Regions from separate parts of the Mus musculus genome. Here region 2 is linked to region 1. Evidence: chromatin contacts called from public promoter capture Hi-C data. All regions are on one chromosome and are shown on one strand. Each heading gives the region's core, a stretch centred on a gene start, on an enhancer-like site or on the middle of the called end of the contact. The rest is flanking DNA. Distances are from core to core; before and after follow the strand shown.

The links. Promoter capture Hi-C pulls out the DNA fragments that hold promoters and counts their contacts.
Region 2: a contact with region 1 is called in a promoter capture Hi-C map of the HPC-7 cell line. The contact joins the enhancer-like site here to the promoter of Susd3 in region 1. A contact is called at or near these places in 3 of 39 promoter capture datasets (the HPC-7 cell line, frontonasal cranial neural crest and maxillary cranial neural crest), 1 of 15 datasets of contacts at CTCF or cohesin (large pre-B cells), 9 of 484 Hi-C or Micro-C datasets (B cells, Th1 cells, bone marrow-derived macrophages and 4 more), 5 of 115 datasets of contacts at active chromatin or transcription factors (the 230-238 cell line, CD8 T cells, astrocytes and 2 more) and 3 of 9 other capture datasets (adipose tissue, liver and pancreatic islet).

The regions. Positions count from the first base shown.
Region 1 is chr13:49,246,665-49,250,445 of GRCm38.p6, forward strand. Susd3 (sushi domain containing 3) reads right to left here and starts at 1,630. Exons shown (of 5, transcript NM_025491.4): 1 at 1,381-1,630. The coding sequence starts at 1,468.
Region 2 is chr13:49,391,576-49,395,356 of GRCm38.p6, forward strand. No RefSeq gene overlaps it. Among named protein-coding and RNA genes, the nearest start is that of Ippk, 28 kb to the right of the region's middle. Within about 2 kb of position 2,201, at least 18 of the 459 cell types and tissues checked have an H3K27ac peak or open chromatin away from gene starts, as enhancers often do. A contact at or near this core is called in the HPC-7 cell line, where this site is marked.

The DNA of each region.
Region 1 (3,781 bases), core at 380-2,879:
CAACCAGAACTACAACAAGGAGCCTGGGACATGCTTAGAAACTGGGTGCCAAGGACACACTGTGAGGATGTGGATTCCTCCTGATGCCAGGTAGGGCAAGGGACAACTGAGACACTGGACTCTCAGACTTTCTCCAGAGATTCCGATGCAAATAGCCTTTTGTTTGCAAATTAAGCAGGGCCCCAAGGCCACCCCAAGGGATAACCTTAGGCAAGGCCATCCACTTCTAGCTGGTGACACCTACTCCTCCAGACTACTATGCAGAAGGTACTCACAAGCATGTCCCCCCTTCCCCCCAGCAGTACCAGGCCCAGAGTTAGCCTCTTCTAACACAAAGGCGCTCCTGTGGAGTAACAATTAGAAAGCTAAAACTAGCCACACCTGTGGGGCCAGCAATGGGCTGGCACGATGGGATGGTATCAAACGGATCAAACCCACTAAAGGTTTCTCAACCTGGGGGTCAGTCGACCCTTTCACAGGGATCTCCTAAGACCGTTAGAAAACACAGTTATTTGCAATAGGATTCATAACTAGCAGGATTACAGTTATGAAGCAGCAATGGAAATAAATTTATGGTTGGGGGTTACCACAGCACGAGGAACCGTATTAAAGGGTCGCAGCATTATGACGGTTGAGAAGCACTGCTCTAGGGTGAGGGCAATGTGCCTACAGATCCTCAGCTTCCTCCAGTGCAATGCAGCTAAGCCCTCCACAGAGGCAGGAAACCTCCTGGATGCGCAGGACTGAGCTCTTGGGAGGAATGTGGTTTTGGTGGTGTTTCTAAGAGTTAGCAAAGCTGACATCAGCATCGCTTCTCGCCCTTTTGGCTAAGATCAAGTGTAGAACCCTCTTCGGCACACTTAACAACCATTTTCCCTCCTCCCGGAGACCTCTGACCTTTGACAGCCTAGATGCAGCCCGGGTCCTGGTTGCTGGATAACCTCCCATCTCCTCTATCACAGGCTCACTTTCCCTTTGGTAAAGTGTGGCTGGAGTAATCAACAAAGATGATAACAACTCTCTGCAACCCAGAAGACATTTCCATGACTCCCTCCAACCCCGGGCCGCACACCCCGCCAGGTGAAGCCGGCTCCGACTTCCGCAGGCACCTGGGACTGCGCGGGGCGACCGTCGCCGAATCCGTGCAAACGCTAAGAGGTGCCCGCCGCCTGGTTTCGGGCCGCTCGCCGCCCCGTTTCGGCTCAGTTGGGGTCGCCCGCTGGATCGGCGGGAAGTCAAGAAGAAAGTTCGTTCTCGAGAAGGCCCTGGCAGTGCGATGCACGCCCCCTTCCTGGACAGGGTCCCCAGCACAGCAGCCCCTCGCCCCTCTACTTCTCCGTCGGTGAAGAGGGCACTGAGAACTGCGGCCCTAGCCCTCACCTGTCTGGTTCACTGGGACAGGCGTTGTGTTCCCAGCACGCCACCGCGGCCTCGCTCGGCCCCGAAGGGTCGCAGACGTTCGGCGCATCCTGAGCGCTCCGCAGTGTTCTGTGGAGCTTGCGGAGGTGGGGGCGGGACTTAATTGAGGGGCGGGTCGTTGGAAGGCGTGGCTGTCTCTAGCCACACCCAGGTCGCGCCCTCCAAGACGCTAGAGTTGAACTTTAGTCCGGTCCCGCCAACCCCTTGCACTGGGTGGCAGAAGTGGGATTGGACACCTGGAGGGGCAGAGAATGGGGAGCCTCCAGGCTGATCGCCTCGAAGTAAGCCTTTGAGCTAGAGCCGTCTTTCTGCACACCCTTCCTCTCCCGACTCACCTTTGGACTCTAGGGCCAGGCAGGTGACCTTGGAGAGTGACAGCCTCCTCATTCTCTTCTGGAGTCAGGGTTGGTAGCACCCCCTAATGTCTCCTTTTCACTTGAACTTGCGAGTCACGCGTGATGTGACTTTCTTTAATGTCCTAAAGTTGAAATCAAGCTTATGTCCGGTCTGCTGCATCGTGAAAGGCAGGTCCATCCACAGACCCCACTGTGATACCAACCCCTCTCCTACCCCACCCCCACCATACTCTGAGATATCAGAATTCCTGGCCACATAGCCAGAGATCCCTGTCTGCCAGTGGAGAGCAGCTGCCTGGAGGCTCAGGGATGGGACTTAGAGGGATTTAAAGTGTCCTTGATTTGTGGGTAGAAGCTGTGAAGGACGTGGGGGGGGGGAGGCACCTACCACCATCGTGTGGCTCAGTGCCGCCCCTCCCCCCTCCCCCTCCCCCTCCCCCTCCCCCAATGTTCAGCAGCGCTGACCAACAGTTATTTAGGGTGGGGATGTTTCCTAGGCTTACAGAACAAAGCACTACAGATAGAACTCCACAGAACCACAGATCCACGTTGTCTCATCATACAGGAGGTGGGGCCAGAGCTCTTCAAAGTCTCCAGGGAGCATCCTTTTTTTCTTTAGATTTATTTTACTTTTATGCATGAACGGTTGGCCTGCATGTATGTGTGCCTTCTGCATGCCAGTGGTTGGCTGTGTGTCACCATGTGGGTGCTGGAAACCAAACTCAGATCACATGCAAGAACAGCAGGTGCTCTTTACTGCTGAGCTATCCTTCCAGCTCTTGTTTTCTTGGTTCTTTAGTCTCTACTCAATAGAAAAAAAAAATGAGAATTTCACCCCCAAAACCTTTCACAATGACTCAAGCCCTAACATTCCATTGTCGATGGGTAAAAGGTTCAGATAAGAGCTGTACAGGGCGCCGGGGCGGTGGTGGCGCACGCCTTTAATCCCAGCATTTGGGAGGCAGAGGCAGAGGCAGGCAGATTTCTGAGTTTCAGGCCAGCCTGGTCTACAAAGTGAGTGCCAGGACAGCCAGGGCTACACAGAGAAACCCTGCCTCGAAAAAAACTCCCTCCCCCCCCCCCCAAAAAAAAAAGAGCTGTCCATGGGAAAGCACAAGGATTAACTTCCTGATGGTAGGTTAGAGGGGAGGAGAGGAGTTGGTTATATGCCTGGGATCTGACCACTTTGCAGTTCTACCATCCAGGGTGAGTCAGCTCATCAACAACTAGCACCCACCTCCACCCACCTCGGGTTCAGAAATGATGGCTTGAGAACCCTTTGAGGGTGTGTGTGTGTGTGTGTGTGTGTGTGTGTGTGCCATGGGGGTGACTACTGAGCACCTGACACCTGCCAGGCCAGTTCAAGAGCCAAGGATACAACAGGGCACAGGGAAAACTGTCAGGAAGCTGGCTCCTCCCCCTCACGCCTCACTGCCACTGGGCAGTGAGGTTACAGGCATTCTTTATTCTGGACTTTCTACTCTCTTTCCTGTATTTTCTGACTTTGCAACAATGAGTAAGTGTATTGTCTAATCAGAAAGCAGAAAATAGGATCAGCAAGATGGCCCAGTGGGTAAAGGTGCTTGCTCTGTAGGCCTGGCAACCTGTGTGTGGAAAGAGAGAACCACGGAGTAATCCCCTGCCTTCACACACACACACACACACACACACACACACACACACACACACACACACATGCTAAATTAAAATCTTAAAACCAGGAAACAAATATGTGAGGAGGAAGAAGAGAAGGAGAAAGAGGAGGAGGAGGAGGAGGAAGAGAAGAAGGAGGAGGAGGAGAGGAAGGAGGAGGAGGAGGAGGAGGAGGAGGAGGAGGGAGGAAGTGAGAATGTCTGTAGAGACACCAGACCCTCGGAAAGCTGGCGTTACTGGCAGTTGTGAGCTGTCTGATGTGCATGGTGGGAACCAGACTCCGGGTCTCTGCAAGAGAGAAGCAAGTGCGCTTAATTGCTGACCCACCTCTCCAGTTCTCCATAACAGATATT
Region 2 (3,781 bases), core at 951-3,450, 150 kb after region 1:
CATATCCCCTGGAACTGGAGTTAAAGACAGCTATGAGCTGTCTTGTCTTGTGGTTATTGGGAAATGAACCTGGGTCTTCTGTAAGAGCAATCTGTTCTTAGCCACTGAGCCATCTCTCAGGCCCCTTTTAAAATCTTTTAAAATTTTATTTTATTGTTAAAAGATATTTATTTTAGATAGGGTTAAAGTGAGGAGAAGGACTATATATTTTTTGCTTTTAGTTTTTACATTTATGTTGTGTGTATGTGGGGGAGTACATGTGTCATCATGTGTCATGGTGCACATGCGAGATCAGAAGATGACTCCCCTTCTGCTTTGTGGGTTCCAAGTTCAAGTTCAGATCAAGCTTGACTACAGTAAAGTGCCTTATTTGCAGAGCCATCTTACCAGCCCTTAAATGAAGGGGAAAAAAACAAAAACAAAAAAAAAAAAAAAACCCTGCTGAGCAGTAGTAGCCCTTGGTAGCACTTGGGAGGCAGAGGCAGTTAGGTCTCTATGCTGTGCATTCAAGGCCAGCCTGGTCTACAGAGAAAGTTCCAGGACAGCCAGAGCTACATAGATCCTATCTTGAAAACAAGCAAACAAACAAAAATCCTTTCTTAATGGGTTGAAATGTGCTCAAAAAGATAGTGATGGCCCATTTAACTACTATAGCTCACCCACTGGACAGGAATGTAATAAGGATTGAGGAAATGTATTGTTTGAGGATGCTTCAGGCAGGATCTTACAGGTTTCCCTAAACTCGCCTCAGGCTCTGAAGTGTTGAGATCACTTTAGGTGTGCTATTGGTCCTGCCTGATAGAGTGCTATCCAAAAAAAAAAAAAAAAAAAAAAAAGGTCTTGGATTGGTTGTCAGTGTATACTGAAAACTCTGGGGCAGTTATTTGCATTGTTTTAGATACCATACTAAAATGATGAGCTATAAAAGAAAATGCCAAACTAGCTTCATTAGAGTTAAAAGAAAAAATGTGCTTCAGCAGGCACTTAAGGGCTGGAGAGATGGCTCAGCACTTGAGAACACGTGTTGCCCTTGCAGAGAACTGCAGTTCAATTCCCAGCATCCACAGCAGGTGACTTACAGGGGGTCTGTCACCCTCTTCTGGACTCCATGCTCACTGCACACGTGTGTGTGTGTGTGTGTGTGTGTGTGCACATGCATGTCCACATTGAAACCTACATATGCACATAATTAAATCTTTAAAAAGGAAACTAGGGTTCAAGAGATGGCTTCGTGGCTAAGAGCACTTGTGGCTCTTGCAGAGGGAAGAGGGAGGTTTCCAGCACCCACGTAGTAGCTCACAACCACCTGTAATTCCAGGGGATCAGGTGCTCTGTTCTGACTTCTGTGGACACCAAGCATATATATGGTACACAGACATACATACAGGCAAACACAGAAAGAAAATAAATTTTTATAAGATTTGTTTAAGATATTGAAAGGACAAGGCAATTACTAGAAAAAATATCCTTTTGTGTATCTGATAGGTGCATAGATGAGCAGTGCCCAAATATATAAAGCATCATTTCTCTCTTGCTTTTTTTGAGACAGGGTCTCATGTAGCCCAGTGTGAACTAGAACTCCTGATCCTCATGCTACACCGTTGGGTCCTGGAATACAGGCATGCTCCACCACACCTGTGTCACGTAGTAATGAGGACTGAACCCAGAGCTCTATGCAGTAAGCATTCTACCAACTGAGCTACACACCCTAGTCCCAGAACTTCTAAACATTTGTTTGGGTGGGTGGGTGAGTGCCCCCATGGTGTGCATGTAGAGGTCAGAGGGCAACTTTTGGGAGTCCTGGGAATTGAACTCGGGTCATTAGGTGTGCTACCATGTGCCTTCCCCCACAGAGCCATCTTGGCTCTCTTGTAGGTCAAAAGTAAGATGGCAGGTGTTAAAATAAATGAAGACTACAGATGTCTGAAGAGCAGAGGCTGTTGCTCAGGACCTCCCCTCAGTGGAGCAGGCCCTTGCTTGCACTTAACAGAGGAGGAGGCTTTTTAGTGGGGAGGGGGAATTACTTGGAGCCTGTGGTTAGGGAGGTTGGATCAGAGAGGGGAGTGTATTTGGCTTTCTGGTTGGTCCTAAGTAGGAAACAGGTTATTGATCAAGTCCTGGTGTTTGGGACTGATTGTTCTAGAGGTTAATATTTAGCCTACCAGGAGTGAGTCCTTAAAGATAGCATCCCGCTTCCTGTAGGCTGCCCAAACAGGCTGCCCTCCTTGGCTGGTTTCTACAGATAAGGGTTGCCTTCCTGTTCAGGTCATTGTGGGGGGGATCAAAGTTCCATTTTATATATGGTCTGTCTGGACCTTGTCCATTTTGTTGATCAAGATCTCACAAGCAACCCAATTTAAAGTTGGGTGAAATGTTTGAATAGATGTGTCAGAAAAAAAATGCAAATCAAAACATAGTAAGAACCTAAATGTTATTAGCAAAGCCAGCCAGTCGAACACCACACACGTGCCCTGCATATACACATCACACACCATCACCAGGTACATGTACATACATACCATGCACATATAAATGCCACACACATGCTCACACTCTCAAAGTTGTGTTCACACCCCCCATAGGTGCACTGCCACAAAGCACCTATGCACCTATACATCATGTACATGCGTCATGCATACACACAGTACACACAATAAAAAAAGACCCAGGAGTTTCTATGTCTATAATTGTTTTGTTTTGAAACAGGTTCTAAACTAGCCCGGGCTGGCTTCCGACTCTGTATATAACCAAGGTGACTTTGAACTTCTGATTCTCCTGCTTCTGTTACAGGCATGTGACATTACAACCAGCTAGAATTTTTCTTTTTCTTTTCTTTTTGACATACATACGATCTGCTATTTTATAGCTCAGGCTGGCCTAGGATTCTTAGTAATCCATCTACCTCCGTGTCTTGAGTAATGAGATGTGCACCCCTAATGCCAACTTATCCCAAGAGTTCTACTCAAGAGCAATAAAACAAAACATCTACTCAAAGACTCAGACTCAAAGACTTATACCAATTATTATTTATACTAACAAAAAAATCTACTTGCTTCTGAGCTAGCCGACGGGCATGCAAGCACACTGCGGTGTGTTCCTGTGATGAAATGCTAGAAGTTTAAAATGACCCTAGAACAAACCGTGCCCATTGGGTTCCAAGAGCCTATTACTGCAGCCCAAAGCTTGCTTGTTGGAACTTGTGAAGCTGGAGACAGGCTGGAAGGCTCCTTCGGCTCCAGCTGCAGGCCAGCGCTCCGTCCTGGCCCTCGGAGCAGACCCTCCGCAGCGGTGGCTTTGAGTAGTGTCACAGTGGACATCTTCCTCCCATCTACAGCCCCTGGCCCCTTGGAGTCCAGGTTATTGGCCTTCTTCTCTCTGGAGGCTGGGAGGCTGCCTGGGATCTGGCCTCCTCCTTGGTCATCTTCTGGTCTGGAGTACTGAGTGATTTCCACAGCTTGACTCAGGGTTCCTCTATGCCAATTATAGTGCTTTTGATTGTAAACAGCTGGAAGCTGGCTTCTCTGGTGACTCATGTTGCATCTTAACTGTGGGAAGGCACCTAGGCATCAAGAGGAGCTTGGCCAGGTTTTAGCTGCTGTGTGTGTGTGTCCCCCGAAGTCCCCAGGGTATAGAGCCTTTGTGAACTGGGGTCTTGTGAGTGGATTTTGAGTCATCTGATGTGTCCCTGCTGGTGACTGTGGTGACAAGCGGGTGACTGTGGCAACACTGGTCCTTTCTTCACCTTGGCCTTTTGTTCCCTGGCTGATGAGGTAAGTGGTTT